Regions from separate parts of the Athene noctua genome. Here region 2 is linked to region 1. The links are chromatin contacts, called in public Hi-C maps. All regions are on one chromosome and are shown on one strand. Each heading gives the region's core, a stretch centred on a gene start, on an enhancer-like site or on the middle of the called end of the contact. The rest is flanking DNA. Distances are from core to core; before and after follow the strand shown. Region 1 holds the start of SMNDC1 (survival motor neuron domain containing 1). Region 2 holds the start of SMC3 (structural maintenance of chromosomes 3).

Evidence for each region. Hi-C and Micro-C count contacts between places; a contact is called where the count stands out from the background.
Region 2: a Hi-C map of heart shows a contact between it and region 1, with 4 times the contacts expected there. The contact joins the promoter of SMC3 here to the promoter of SMNDC1 in region 1. A contact is called at or near these places in 2 of 2 Hi-C or Micro-C datasets (heart and liver).

What each region holds. Positions count from the first base shown.
Region 1 is chr5:55,969,979-55,977,784 of bAthNoc1.hap1.1, reverse strand. It overlaps SMNDC1 (survival motor neuron domain containing 1), which reads left to right and starts at 4,443. Exons shown (of 6, transcript XM_074907703.1): 1 at 4,443-4,580; 2 at 5,258-5,377. The coding sequence starts at 5,258.
Region 2 is chr5:56,108,348-56,116,153 of bAthNoc1.hap1.1, reverse strand. SMC3 (structural maintenance of chromosomes 3) reads right to left here and starts at 3,032. Exons shown (of 29, transcript XM_074907706.1): 1 at 2,866-3,032. The coding sequence starts at 2,880.

The sequences.
Region 1 (7,806 bases), core at 3,194-5,693:
TGGAATTTTGTCAGCTTTCACAAGCCGTCAATTGTAGGGAATGGAAATCCAAGAGTCTCAGACCCTTCTGAACTGTTGACATCCTAATGGATGCAAGCTTTCTGTCCATTCTTCCTACTTCTGACATTTTCTCCTTATCTTCACGTTGCCCCACCCTGGTTCTTATTCCTCATCCAGTTCTGATTCACTTTTCCTCCTCAGGTTTAGTCACCATGCCTTTTCACTGATGGAGCATAATTACTACAATCATTCAGAGCACAGAACATGTTTGAACTCTGTTTCTTTGCTTAGCACCACAATCCTTGTTGACTACCAGGGTTGTAGAGAGTTAAATTATGTTTGGAAATGTGCACATGCTCAACTGACTTCACTGCCACACAAAATTCTGTGTAAGCTGGTATTTCAAAACCCTAAAGCTAGGCCAAATTCCAGGAGAGTAGAACAGCAAAAGTAAAGCCTTAAAACAAGCGGAACTCCCCTAAGAAGTTTTGAGTCTGTGCTTTAAAATGAAGAGGTAGTTGAATCTCTCAACAGAATAGCTGTATATTTTAATGATGTGCCTGGCTGATCAGCATTTATTCCTATAACTTGATTTTGTAAGTGTCAAACTTCTGAAGCTTTCCAAAGTCCAGCCAGAGCCAAACAGCCAGTGTAGAAAAAAATTCAGCCTATAGAAACAAATTTTGCAGGAGCAACAACAACAAAATGCCTCATAATGGGAATTATCGCATAACTGAATCTATGGATGAAGTTGACAGCTCTGCCCATGACAACAAATGGTAAAAAAAATTTTAAAATGAAAGCAAATTTTGCTTGGAGGCACAAATCAACTGAAAGAAAAAAACCCCACATCTTCAGGAAAACAACCCTCAAAATTGAAGTATTAGTATGATATTTTCTTGATGGTTTGATCCAAATGAATATACCAATGCCTTTCAAGACTGACATACTGTCCTACTAACAGGGCAATGCCTGCCAGGGAGGCAGGCTACCAGAAAAGCCAAAAAAATCTAATGTCTCCATTCTGGCCCAGACTTGAATTGCAATTTCTTGTCATGAGGACAGACTGTTTTGTTTGCAGAAGCCAATTTTTTGCTAGTGACTAGGTCCCTGTGCTGAGCACAACAATCCATCCATACAAAGTTGAAAATGAGGGCATTAAACCATTTGGATATAATAATGTCTTTATGGCATTAATTGTTGCTGAGCACTCCGATGTCTGACCCTTAGCTGCTTCAGGATTTAACATTAAGGAATGCAGAGTATTGCTGATTTAAGTGTACTCATTCACCATAACTCATACATGTTTTAAAAGACTGTATAGTCCCAGATATCTTAAAAAAAAAATTAAAAAAAATTATGTTCCCATAAGCTCTAGCTATAAAAATAATGCAGCAGACTGTGAAAAAGAGACATAGTTGTGGTTCTACAAGAGAATCAGTTTCCTGGGTTGCTAGTTAAACACGGCTGATGACACAGACGTCTTGTGCAGCACCACTACCACCTCCTGGGCAAGCCAAGCACGGCTGCAGGATGCGCCAGTGTCTCTTGAAATTGTAAATTAGTTTGCCTTAAAGACAGGCAGCCCCTTTATGAGCCCCAAGGCATACCCAGATATACTGGTTACTAGAAACCTCACCTTCCCAAGCTGTGCCACTCACTACAGGGTATCACCACTCCTGCTACACAACCTGCTGTCCCACAGCACCAGCATGGTGAGAAAGTCCCCAGTTACACCAATTTTCTGTAGTTGTTCCCCAAGTACAGTCATGTCCATCACAAAGCTTCCTACTAGGAATAACAGCTGAAAGTCTCAATGCTAATAATGACAACAGAGTTTGGCTTAAGCAAAAGCTGATCGAGTTGCCTTTTCTTTCTAAGTTAGGGAAACAAATTCTACAGCATTTGTGAGGAAGAATTGTCTTAAATTTACATGCCTTCATTTGCCATCAAACTACACTAAAACTCTATGTATCATATATGATAAAATGTGAGAGATACATTCCAGTAACATGGTATTGATTATTTTGTAATAATATTCCTGAAGTATAACTTTATAAATAATATGGCTCAATTCTATGAATACACTGTAATATCACACTACAATGTATAAACATCTCAATAAACAGTAAGTATTTATGAAGAGATACAGTCTGGTAGCTACTCTGCTGCTCATGGATAAAATTAAATTACTGGACGAAGTGAGAAACATTCAGATATGGCACAAACGTAGCTGAACTTGTTTTGATCTACTAACAAATACAGAAAGAACAAAATCTTGACAACAGCTGGATATATAATTTCAAATAGTGCTAACTATGCAGATATCCTGCCAAGCCAACCATTTCATGAACTGTAAAATATAGTTTAAAAATTGTAATCAGTAAGATAGCAGGAAGATGTCCTGGTTACATTGTGTTTTTACTCAATATAGTATAAAAGAGCTTCTCTAGTCAAACACAGAAAAAAGATCTCTATTTTTGGGTGAAGACAAAACCAGTTTTAAGGATGCAATTAATGAGCATTTATAAGAGTTAAAGATCAGTGGTTTCAAGATCTGGCTTGCCTTCCTACACGTAGCAGCATGTGTCTGATTGATAGCGTAAGTTGAAAGAGCATCTAAAAAGGCACTATCCTGAGCTGAAGAAACCAAGAGGAAAAAAACCCCAAAAACTCTTACAGGTAATTCTACCTTTAGCTTTTAGTCAACTGGGCTTTGCGATGTTTTTATGTTTCAAGTACTTCATACTGTTTTTCTTTCAGATCAATTTCATGATGTAATCATCACCTTCCTTTATGAGCTAAACAGATTGGGCATGTCAGACTTTCATTGAGAAGGGAGTTTTCTCCAGCCATCGAATAATGTTGGTAGCTCTTTTTAGAAGTCCGCAGACCCCACAGAACTCCAGATTTTAGAACCATATGTAGTATTTCAGTACCAACTCTCACCAAAACTTTTATAGCAGCAAAATACCTCTTTATGCTTGCTCCTGCTGATGCAACCACAGAATGTTCTTTTCGCCATTGTTGCCTTTGGAGACACCTGGACATTGCATGTCTCCTCAGTCCCTCTCTCTCGCTTCAGTCCTGCAGATACAGTCTAGATTTCTTGTTCTGGGATGTGATGATTGTACTAACGTGTATTTTAACTCATAGGTACACTCTCAAGGTCACTAGGATTGCTCTGTATCAATAAATTTGTATGCCTTTTCAACAGCTGCTGATCTGTCCACAAAGACTTATCAGAAAATGTTCTCTGTAACTATTTGTAGATTATTAATAAAATTATGAAAAAGATGCTACTGTTATTTGTTACCCTCGGTCTCATCAATCAGTTTGTCAACAGTGTCCAATAATGTATGTATTTTAATTATCAAATCATACACCAAGATACAGAAATGTGTTTTATCCTCAGTCAGGATATCCTCTGAGGGCATAAACCAAGTATCACAGAGCAGAGTAGATCTATTTCTTCCTTAATATGTAAACAAAGCCCAAGAGTCCAAGTGAAGTCATCATCCGGTGAAGCCCTACATGCAGACAGTGACAAGGGACAGGATGTTTGCAGGAGACACCTATCCTCCTGGTAATACCAAGAAACTTTTTGGACACCTGCTTCATTTGCCTGGCTCACAGCCTCAAGGGCAAATTAATTACTGGATTTCCACCAGGAAATATTTTTTCCTTCCTGTGACAGGCTTGAAGAAGCCACTGAGCTTTTCCTCCCCTTTTCCTGTTGTAGGACCAAATACCAAAACTTACTCTCTTCTAAATTGTTTGGTAGTGGGTTTTGCATGGTTCTAGTTATCACTTAAGCAGCTGGAAAGCACTGTGTTTGTCAACAAAGATGTGAGCAAGCATAAATCGTCAGGCTCGCCCAGCATCGGGTGCCCTGCGGTCCCCTATAGCAGCCACTGGTCAGACATCAGAAACTTGGCATCACTCCTCTGCAAACAAAGAGCTGCGCCCTGCCCGAAAGAGGAAGATTTCGATGTGTCAGGATCTTCTGCTGATGCCAAGCCTGGCAGCTCAGCCGCAGCGGCGAGGTAGGGCAGCTCCCTCCCAGTCCCGCCGAGCGGCTGCGGGCAGGGCCGCGGCCGTCTGGCTGCGGAGGGGCTGCCCACCTCTCCTCACATGGGACTCGCCAGGGGACGGGGACAGGAGGGAACCGATAGGCCCGGGCCCGCCGGCAGCGCGGACAGGCCGCAGGGGACAGGCGCAGGGGACAGGCGCAGGGGACGGGCCGAGGGGACAGGCGCAGGGGACGGGCGCAGGGGACGGGCGCGGCCTGGCGAGGCGCTGAGGGACAGCTGACGCCCTCCGCCCCCGCCCTCTCCCCCGCCACGTGACCCGGAGGCCGCGCGAGGCGGCTGCGTTGCTCGGCCGACCAGCGCCGCGCGCCGGCAGCACGTGACCGGCGGGGCGCTCTCGCGAGCGCTGGCGCGCGCTGGGCCCTTTGCCCCGCCCGCGGCGAAGGAGACGGAAGCGGCCGCGGCCCGACGGGACCCAGAGCGGCGCCCCCCGCCCGCCGCCCCGTCCCCCTCCCCCTGGCCCGGCCCGGGCCCCGCACGCCCGCCGAGGTGAGAACCGGCGCCTCCTCGCCGCCCCCGCGCCTCCCGCTGTGCCGCCCGGCGGCCTCGTCCTTCCCGCTTGGAGGGGGCCTGGGCCTAGGCCTCGGCTTAGGCCTGAGCCTGGGCCCGTCCGCCGGCGCGGGCCCTTCCGCGCGGGCCCGGCCCCGCTTCCTCGCAGTTCCACCGCGCCCCGAGTCGCCCGGATCGGTCCGACAAGGAGCGGGTGGCCCCGGGCCGGGCTCGCCGCAGCCGGCGGCCCTGGGGCCAGGTGGTTAGCTCCCGGGAGGGGCCGGTCCCCGGGCGCCGCGGAGGATTTCGCTGGTGTAAACGTGACGACTCTGGTTTGTGGCGTCCAGAGGGGAAAAACTGACGTGCGCGGTGGTTTGCTCAAGGTGTGGGTAATTTTGAGTCTGCCCAAAGGGCCGCCGGTAACGTAAGTTACGCGTTTTCCCAGCGCACGCACGCAGGCACGTGTTTAAGCTTTCATTTTTTGAAATTGCTTGGGAGTGGTTGAACAGTACAAGAGTTAAGGTGAGCGACTATGTATAATGAAACAACGCGTTATTGAAACTCAGTTGTATTTTTAAATAGTAACAGCTTTTTGTGTTACTTACTTGCACCACAAGATGTGATTAAAAAGCAGCAAGCCTGTTTTGATGTGTTGCTTGTGTGTATGTTTCTTGCAGATGTCAGAAGACCTTGCTAAGCAGTTAGCTAGCTACAAAGCTCAGCTTCAGCAAGTTGAGGCAGCCTTGTCTGGAAATGCAGAAAACGAAGATTTACTAAAACTGAAGAAAGACTTACAGGTGAGAACTTGACGATATGAATAGCTGAAACTTTCAGGTCTTTAGCAAGTGTTTAATCTTCCTAAATATTTTGATTGTAACAAAAATATATACTTGGTGGGTTTAGGACTTTCTTTTCACAGTTTGATACAATTATGGTAGGGTTGGTTTGAAAAAACCCCCCAAAGTACGGCGTATTTTAAACCTTTCTGGTAGATCAGTAAAAAAGATGTACTAACTGATACAGCAAACTCTTCTGCTGAAAGCTTTAGCCAGAGTGATGAAAGATAAACCAATGCTGTCTTTGCTCTATTTTTTTAAAGTGTTTTTCAGAAAGTCATCGTATTTTGTTGCTTTTACTATGCTGAACCCTGATGGTTGGGCTTAACATTGTGCCTTTCTGCTTATTTTTGAGTTGTCAAATAATTTGATCCAGAATCTGTTTATTCATTGCAGGCATTTGCAGTGATAAAAGCTTTAGAGTGTAGTTCCGTATTCCTTGTATGTCTAAGCCTTCATTATCTTAAGGTTTTTATATAAGAAAGGAAAAGGATCATGTTCTTCACCTGCAGTGTTTTAAACATATGAGAGCATACCTCATTCTTAAGAGCGAAAAAACATTTCTGGTCCTTAGGGTATTCTTCAGTGACAGGAAGACCACCAGCTTAATTTCAAGTTAAGTGGTATTTTGTACTGTTCAGATTTGTTATGAGAGTGCAAGATGCTGCTTCATTTCTGTTGTGGATTGCTTTAGCCATCAGATCTAAAAATACATAAAACCACCCAGTACAAGATTCAGTGACCACTAATCTGTATGGAAATAACAGTAATAAAAATGATGCCTCAACCAAAAGATGAGTAGTGCCTCAAATCAGTGATCTGTAGAGTTCCTTTTAAATGACAAAGGCTTTGTGCCCACAAGGCACTTTATAGATCATCTTGATATCCCTCGTTGTACACTGTTAAAAGCATGTGTATATTTTTATATTTTTAAAATGCACAGCAAAACCCATATGGGATGATATTTCCGATACCAACACGACCTCGGCTTTGATATGCAGAGATCATTGATGTGAAAGGACAACTTGCAGACTTTTTATAAAAGCTTTCTGCACAGAATGGGGAAGATCTTTACACTTTCGTCCCCAAAAGGTTTGCTATCCATATGTTCCACCTTGAAAATGACATACTGTTTTGCAGACTTAATATATGCCAACCAACCAGTTATAAAAATGAGTTCAATGCTTCAGTGTCCCAGCTAAACAGCTTCTTGTCTCTTCAAAAAGACTGCTACTATGTAATTGAAACATTTTTTTGCTATCATAAATATTGATGCACTAGTTCATTTCGTATTCTTAGCTTAATGCTGAGTAACAAGATTAAAATATTAGAAGTAGTTTTTATAAAGTAGCTTTTCACTTTTTGTTTCACTGAAGCACTTCTAGGACAGAGTCTGAGCACCCAGGAACCGAACTTACCTTTTGTATCAAGTAGAATTGATGGCAGCTGTCATCTTCAGTAATTGGAGATTGTATCTGTGGGCATTGTGTTCTGGAGTGTAGAGTTCTGTCTGGCTTTGTAAAGACCAGTTGGTCAGGAAAAATCTTGGCAAACTCTAACTGGTATTCTCTGTGGGTCACACCGTTGTGTCACAGGACGTGGCAGCAAGCCATATTGTTCAACTCATTTGGCTGCACGGAGCTGCTGTGGTAGTCAAACTTGTGCTCAGATGATTTCTTTGAATGAGCTATTATTCCATTAAAGACTTTAAAACAGTCTCATGGTTTGCAAGAAAATTAATGTTTCTGTCTTGTGTGCTAAGATACATGACTATCGGATAAAGATTTTTACCAAATTTGCTATTTATAGCCTGGTGTGTAAGTCACTTTATCAAATCCAAAGAATTCTTGTTAGACTTGTCTGGAACTTTTCACGTTTGAGTTCTACAATAAGCCATCTATGAACGTGGCAACAGTAAGTCTACCAGTAATATGAAAGTGTTCTCTACATACCTGAAACACTTGCTTTCAGGTGGCTTGTGCCTGATGTATTGTATTTGACTTGCTGAGATTAAGATACCTATTTCAAACCATGATGCATCCAGAATTTGCAGAATACAGCTATCTATGTGTTGAGGAATAGTTAGGGAGGGAAAATTAGGCCAGTGCTATGTGTTCTGCAGAGCGTTCTCAAATTAGGTAACTTGATAATCAAAATCTGTTCTGGTTCAGCTGTAGTACTATGGAAAATGGAGAGCAAAGTAGTAGAAGTAATTGTGTGTTTCTGTGGCAGTTGCAGCTGATGGTGCTTACTGTTGCAGGTACTAACTAGCAGCATCTCATAAATGAAGAGTAGAACTTTTGTTAGGAAGGTGTTGGAAATTCAGACATTAACAGCTGCAACAGAAAAAACCATGAGGCCATTCGTGCCAGTTGTATAGTTTATCAGAT
Region 2 (7,806 bases), core at 1,783-4,282, 140 kb before region 1:
TAACTGTAAACACTGAAGCAAGCCTTCACCTCCCCTACAAAATCCTACCTTAAATGTACACCTGAGCAACTCAAGAAACAATTACCTTTAAAACATTCATATTCTGTAATATTCTGGTAGTGTGCTATACAAACAGTGGGAAAAAATCCTGTTCGTAAAATTTACTAGACAAAAGACCGGGAGAAGAAAGCGCCCTGATTTATTCATGTCAAGGTAAGTCTGTCTCCCATTATGTGACAGCCCATTATCAAGGATTAACACAGAAAACTCCTCTTACCACCTGTTTCTACTAACGGATTAAAAACATCTCACTAATACTGAATGAAAATGCCGTGTCAGACAGAAAAATCAAGCACTGGAGTTTACAAAAACTGAAATAAAACTTAAATGCATTAACTAACTTTTAGTCAAAAATCATCGAGCCATTCTCTTCCCAGGCACTACAGTCTCCTTGTCAAAGCCTCTTTGCAAAATTATTTCCTTACTGGAATCTAAAGCCAAGAATATGAATAGGCAGAAAATTACTAATTCTTGACCATCAAACACAAGATCTAAGCAACAGCAGCTATTTTGGAAAAGGAATTGTGTTCCAATACCTCCCTCCAATGCCTTGCCTATCTAAACAGTGTTTTGGAATTGCAACTGTCTATGCTCCCTCTCCACGGGCAAGACAGTTTTCAATAGGTACCTGCGCTGTATTCAGATCTAAATCCAAAGCAACTATATTGGAAGTAACTAAGGATTTCAGAACGTAATGGACTGAACTACAAAAAGCAAGTTTAAGACAACGTGTTAGCCGAAGACTACCCAGTCGCTGTGGCTGTAAACACAGACCCCCACCTCTTTTAAAAAAACAGTCTGCCTCATCAGCCAGCCAGAGACTTTCTGTCTCCACACTTGCTTTCAAAGGCAAAATAGGAATGAGCAAGTCTTACTCGAGCCTTGTCCCCAGCTCTAGGCCACAGCAACTACGTTCACTCACTCTGGTTTTGAAAAATAAATTAAAATTACCCTCCCCCACATTTTGTAAACAATACTGCTTTCCCAATTCACCAGATCAAGGAAAAAAAATAAAAAGAATGGACAAAATATTTGATCTCCAGTATTTTTACAGTTTGCCTATAATATTCTAAAAACATTCAGACTGGAATAATTCATCTACTTTATTCTCATAAGAGCCTGAAAGCTTCTACAAAAAGGTAAAAACAACCAGTAATTATTTATTGGATATTACTACAAACCCACAAACTTTTACCACTCACATACTCAGGCACCAGAGTATCATCCAGACAGACTCTGAAAACCATTTCCCCTCCCCTCCCCTCAAAGTTTTTTTCCTAGATGGCTTCTCACTTAATCTATCCTACATATTCTGCAACCTCATAACTTCTTAATCCAAGGCTATACAAGGCAATAAAGACTTAAACAATTTTAATCTTCAAACTCCAGGAATGATTTCTGGGAAGCCACAAAATAAGCGATATTGGTGGAACCAAATTTGCCCTCATCCATTTTATTCTCATGTTCACACCTTGTTATGCTCTCTTCTATAACTCCTAGAATGGTATTGGTTACTGACCACCTAAAATTTCTTTTTTTCCAGTTGAAACTTATTTCCCCTGTTCTTAATGTGGACTTCTTACTCTGATTCTATACATCTTCACTACTGTTTATTTTTGTGCAGTTCAAATCTGGAGAACAAGAATTCTTATTCAGAGACTTTAAAGCAATGTGTGCACCTGCAACAATAAACTGATTTACTAAAACACAATCAAAAGGTATTTGCAGCACTCCCTAGTCAGCCAGCTGATGAAAACCTTATTTCTATGTAAAATATGCACTTTCAAACATGATATTCTTTTGGATTAAGATACCCTTAGGGTATCAGAAAGCCAAGTCAATTTTGAGTCCACTGAGAAACGAAAATCTTAGTAGGCTTTTTATGAACATGCATAGGTAGTGGTACGAAAGCAGCCATAAAAATTCAACCACACCATGCAACACGACTGCACGGATATACTACAGAACTGACAATAATTGCCTCTATCTCAAAAAATGTTTTGAAAAGGTCCATACAAGGATCTTCTTTTTAACTGAGGGTTAGCTGCAGATTGCCTATCAAGGATAAAGTATAATAGATTAAATAGTCCATGCCCGGGGGCCTAAAGCATCACCCCAATACAAACAGTAACTGTTGTTTCTCCCGGGGGAAGGGACAGACAAAAGCAGTTTGAATTGAAACTCCAAATACAGTTACATTTCCCCATTGAAACCACATACAGATAAAAAAAAAAAAAGTAAAGAAGAGAACCAGCAACTTTAACAGCTGAAAGATGCCGCCTAACAGCTGAGGAAAGCCCTTTGTCTATGTACGAGCCCCGCGTGGGTATGAGCCTCCGGGCCTTGGGTCATCCTCATCCGCTGCCTGGAGAGCCAAGACAGCAACGCTGGCCCGTCCAAAAGGTCCTCACAGAGCCCGCGAACAAATCCCGAGTAGAAGAGGGCCTCGCCCCAACGCCACTTCGCACCTGCAATGAATGAAACTAGCCACGGGAACCTGGGGAGGAAAGGCACCCGGCAACCTACACGGAGGACTTGTTCCGTGGCTGGCCCGAGGATGCTCCCCCTCAGCCAGGGCCGCGGCTTCCCGCCTCGGGACAGCAGCGAGCCAAGCAAAGGCCTTCGGACCCGCCACCACCCGGCGGGCCTCTTGCTACGGGCCGGGACATGGTTCTGCCGCTCGCCCGGAGGTCGAAGACCCTCCAGCGCCGGGGAGGGGCAGGGCAGAGCAGGCAGGGTCAAACCGACCCAGCCAGGCCCAGGCCGCACCGCACAAGGCGAGCGGCTTGGACCGCGCCAGCTTACCTGCTTGATGTACATGTCTGCGAAAGATGGGGAAGGTGCCCGCCCTGGCGCCTCCTGCTGTCACTCTTCCCGTCCTCACCGTCTCTTCCTGGCACGAGTGCTCGGCGCGACCCCGGGTCTCCCCCACCGCCCTCTCCCGCCCCTTCAGCCTCCCCACACTTCCCAGCAGAGCGCCCCTCTCACCCCTCACGCAAACAAAATGGCGGCGGAACCTCCCCCATCCCGCCCCGGCGCGAACCATCCAGCACCAGATGGAGGGGGAGGAGGGGAGCCCAGAACGCGCCCCTGCTCCTCCGGAGAAGCGTCACCGCAAGATCCAGTAGAGGCTGTCCTTCGTGTCAGCTGCTAAAGTGCCCCACTGACCTTCCCGAAGGTGCTCCGAAGCGGAGAAGGCTGCAGACACTGCCCCTCCCCGCAGTGGGGGTCCCCCCAGAGAGTCAGGGCAAGTGGTTTCTCCGCTGAGGGGCGGGTTGGGCGCCAAAGGCAAGTGTGAGCCGAGCGGGGGAGAGCGGCGGGGCGGGAGCGCCGTGGCGCCTGCGGGGGGCGCTGCCGGGGCCGGGACATGGCGGAGCTTTGGCGCGGGGGGAAAGGGCGGGACGCAGCGCTCTGCCCTCGCCCCAGGCCGGGGGCGGTACGAGTGCTCACAGGTTGCGTCAGATAAAACCTTGATCTTAAATCCCGTCTTTTATTCGAATATCTGAAAAATAAACAATCCATTAAAAAGGAGGAAAAAAAAAAAAAAAAGAGGAACTAGCAGCGTTAGGGCCTGTGGCTGGGCTCCAGCATGGCCCCGAGGGTCCTGGCCTGCCCCCGTGACTGCCCAGGGCTGGGAGTACAGGGCCTTGAGGTGTGGATTCCAGTCCCTTCTCCCATTTTTTTCGTATTTACCTCCGGTTTTGCTCATTGTTCCCACTATGCCAACCCCAGTCCCTACAGTGAGGCAACATGAAGTCACGTGGAACAGGGCCAAGCAGCCTCCAGGTGCAAGGTGCTGCAGCGTGGGGCCCGGGTGCCCTGGCAGGCCTCGGTGCCTGTGTGAGTTCAGCTCCTCATCTGTTGTGAAACACCTGGGCGAAGCCAAATACCTGCCCAGGGTGAGCTGAGTAACGGGAATGATGCGAAATATTCTCAGGAAAACAGAAAGATTAGCTTGAATCTGTACCCACTCCTTTATCTCCTGGAGAGCCACTATTCATCTCCCTGAAGGAGCTGTCAAACACAAAATCAGCACAATGAAAGAAGAGAAACATTAATTTTCTTCTAATCTCTTTCAGTTACAGTAATTTCAGGTGTTACTGTGACAACAGTAGGGGCACAATGTCTCAGAGAAAATGCAATTTTCAATTTGACAGTACTCCTTCAAAAATGCAGCTGTAGCCAACATTTTTATACAAGCAATAGAATTCCTGCACTGATCCTCTTAACACTAATAAAAATTATTTAAACAGAATGGTCTAGTTCCTACCTCCCCTAGAATAATAGGTGGATGAATTACTTTCCTTGCTGCCAGGTAATGAAATGGTTTTACTAAAGGTAAACAGATTTCGCCCGCACCTTTAACGAAAGGGTTCATTGTTTCTTCAGAAAGCACAAGTGCCTAAAAAACTAAAGCATTCAATCATTGCTCCACAAACAAATTCAGAATGAAAATTTCCTGACTGTTCTGCATTTACTTGTACATAGCTCAATTCAACAGGACTTGGGAGAAAAAAAAGAAATATTTTTTCCACTTGCTTTTCAAAATCCCTTTCATTTTAGGATTTCGGGGAATCTCACAATATCTTTCTGGGATTGGTTTGTGTAATGGAATTTATTCTTCACTTTCTCCAGGGCGAGGTGAATTATAGGTGCTAGTACTTTGGATTCCAGCTGCCTGGACTGATACAGAGAAATAATTACTTGTTTTGAGATTTATTTACTTATTTACTTATAGAAAACTGCTTAGCAACTTATTTACTTACTTATAGCAAGTTATAGTATTTTTTTTTAATATTGCTAAGAATCCTGCTTGCCCAGACTGTTCTGTGGAATTTTACCAAGGACTACTGTGTTCATCAAAACAAAGCAGTTCGCTGTGAAAATCTACCAAGGACTACAAATGTTCAGCAAAATATTATACTTTTGTCCTTGAGGAACAGGTGGCTCTAACTAGGTGGAATTTTGCTAATGAGTAAAGACAGCCATACACGAATGGTAAAAGTTCTATTGGTTCTCTTAGATAAGATAGAAAGTAAACTGTCTGAAAAACTCTTGCTAGTCAAGAAATTGGCCAAGAGAACCTGCGCATGCTCCGGGGGAAAAAACAAGGTGAGAAAAACTACGAGCCTTCCTCCCAAAGGCCCCCGAAGACGACCACCAGGAGGCAATGCGCAGGTGCAGAGGGAACATAAACTGTTGACATCAGCCTTTCGAACTAACCCAGCCTTACTCATGCATATGTATGTTTGTGTTATGTAACCCAATGAACAGGGATATCCACACTCTATAAGTTTTTGGTAAAATATGCGGTGGGTGTGCAAGCTTTGCGGAGAGATCCCCTTGCACCCCGGTGCCGCAGTAAACATCCCTGCTTTATAACTCTATTCGAGTTGTAGAGTCTTTTTTCCGCGAATCAGGACCTTCCAAGGCGATTCACTGAGAGGGCAGAGAAGAGAGTTTAGAAAAGAAAGGGAAATCTAATTCCCCGCTTTTCCTCACAGTACACTTAACCAATCCTATGCCTGCTTGAAAGAATTATTTGCATCCACTTTTATGTGAATATTTGCAATATTTGTAAATAAATTGCACAGATGTACATATTCTAGACAAACTTGTAATTTTCAAAACCGCCCTGAAGCACTCAGGCAGGAGAAAACAGCGACCTTTTATGCATTTGAGATTCCATTGGCACCGTACAGCAGGCAATGTAGTTTAACCTCTGTTGAAACACATCAGCGAAGAAGGTTTTGTCCCAACAAACATCTGGGATATCACCTCGCCAACAGCCTTTTCTTCCTGCTAAAGACTACCGGTGGAAGGGCCACCCTTTGTTAATCATCCCTGTTTCTCAGGGCAGTAATAGGCATTAGAAATGCTTTTAAATTGACAGGTTCTGCTGTTCATTCCTCTTTGTCGTCTGCTTTTAGAGGTACAGGATGCCTTGAGTCATGTTTTTGAGGTTTTCTTTGTGGTTCAGAAGCTTATTTTCACTTAATCATAGACTCCCAGAGCAAGGATTTAATCTTCCTTCCCTAAAGAGGAGGTTCAGCGTCACCAGGGTGGCCACCAGCTGAGGAAAATTTTGCTTTTTCTCTTGACTGCTGCACTGACATTATTCTGCCTGGATGCACCAAGTCCTCCTGAAAGCTGAGATCCCATAACCTTCTGGTCCATGTCTGGTGCCCCAGCAGCTTGCTGTTGGTGAGGTGTACCAGGAAGTGCATCACCCTCTGTATTATGAACAGTCACAAATAAGGACCTGGGATCTTTTTTTATCCCCAGGTTGTTCATTCCCTCTTGAGGATTTCGGATATACAGCATACTCCTGAAGTTTGGCGATGTCTTACGTGTGCCTACAGATGTGCACAGACATCAGGTTATATTTACTCATAGGAATAAAATCGTATCTCACTGATATGTCATCAACTAATGCTCCCACCAGTGTGACCAGTGCTTGCAAAAATAGCAACTGTATTCATCAAGGATTAAGTGGCAAATGATTGTTTAGTTCAAAGAATGTTTCAAATGCGGGCCCCTGCATACAGGTTTTACCACATAGCTTTTAGAGATTTGTATTTGAGGGAGCGGAGGGGTGGGGTAGGTATTATATTTTTTGTTATTCTTTTGATTTTGTAGTCCAAGCTAAAAGTATGCACGCAACCCAAGGGTGATGCGTCATCTATTCTGTCAAGCTGCTGTGGCTGTAGGAGTGCAGAAAGCTGGCAGTTAGTAAAACAGCACACTTTATTCAGAACCTGCAAACATATAATCAGTACTAGCTACACGTGGAGTTCACCTCGCTTCGGTAGGCGCTGCAGAGCTTTTTTCTATGGCCCTGTTTTATAAGCAGTGTTTTTCTATAAATACGCTAGAATGAAACATTAGCATTAGAAAGGAGAAAGTGGGAACACTGCTTTAATTCATCTAGGCTTCACTGGCGTGAAAACATATCAGGCATTTCTTTCATGAAGCTTAATGGGAACATATAGATGGGATTTCAAGTCTGTAGTATTTTTTTCTCTCTTCTCAAATAGTAAAATTTCTTTTAGAAAAAACATGTTTAACATACTGGGGGAGGGGAGCGTTTTAAGTGTATTATTAAACTCTTCCATTACCACTTCCAGTTGTGAACCAACATGTGTATAGACTGCTTTCATTCATGAATGGCTGCAATCACTGAGGTATTTACTGCTATTTTAAATGACTGTAGAAATCAGTAGGCTCATCACAACATCAATCACTTGCGCTTCATCACTTGAAGACTGTAGAGTAGGCAGAGCACTGCGGGGGGCCCTTCTTCGTGTTGGTGTTGTGGCAGAATCTCAGGAGCAAACCGGGAACTCGGCTTTGGTTGACACTTTGGTTGGACCCTGCCAGAAACGGGTGTTGAGTGGCACTCTGCACACGCAACCAGATACTCTGATATCCTAGTTTCAGCTTGTGAAACAAAGACAGTGAGAAAGGATCTTGTCCAAGCTCAAGCAGGGTAACTGTGGAATCACCAAGAATACCTCTCCTCCTAAACCACCTGTGCCAAGCCTGAATCCTAATGCATCAAGGACATAGTGCAACTTTCTCCCACCTTTGTATTCAGTGGAGATAGCAGATGAAGTGAGAGAAACCAGCCCTTTCTCAACACTGGTCTTGGAGATGAGCACCTGTCTCCGTGTGCCCAACCAATGAGGCTTTCGAGGAACAAAGAACATCTATTCTGAAAAGCATGCAGGCCAGCCACGTGTATAT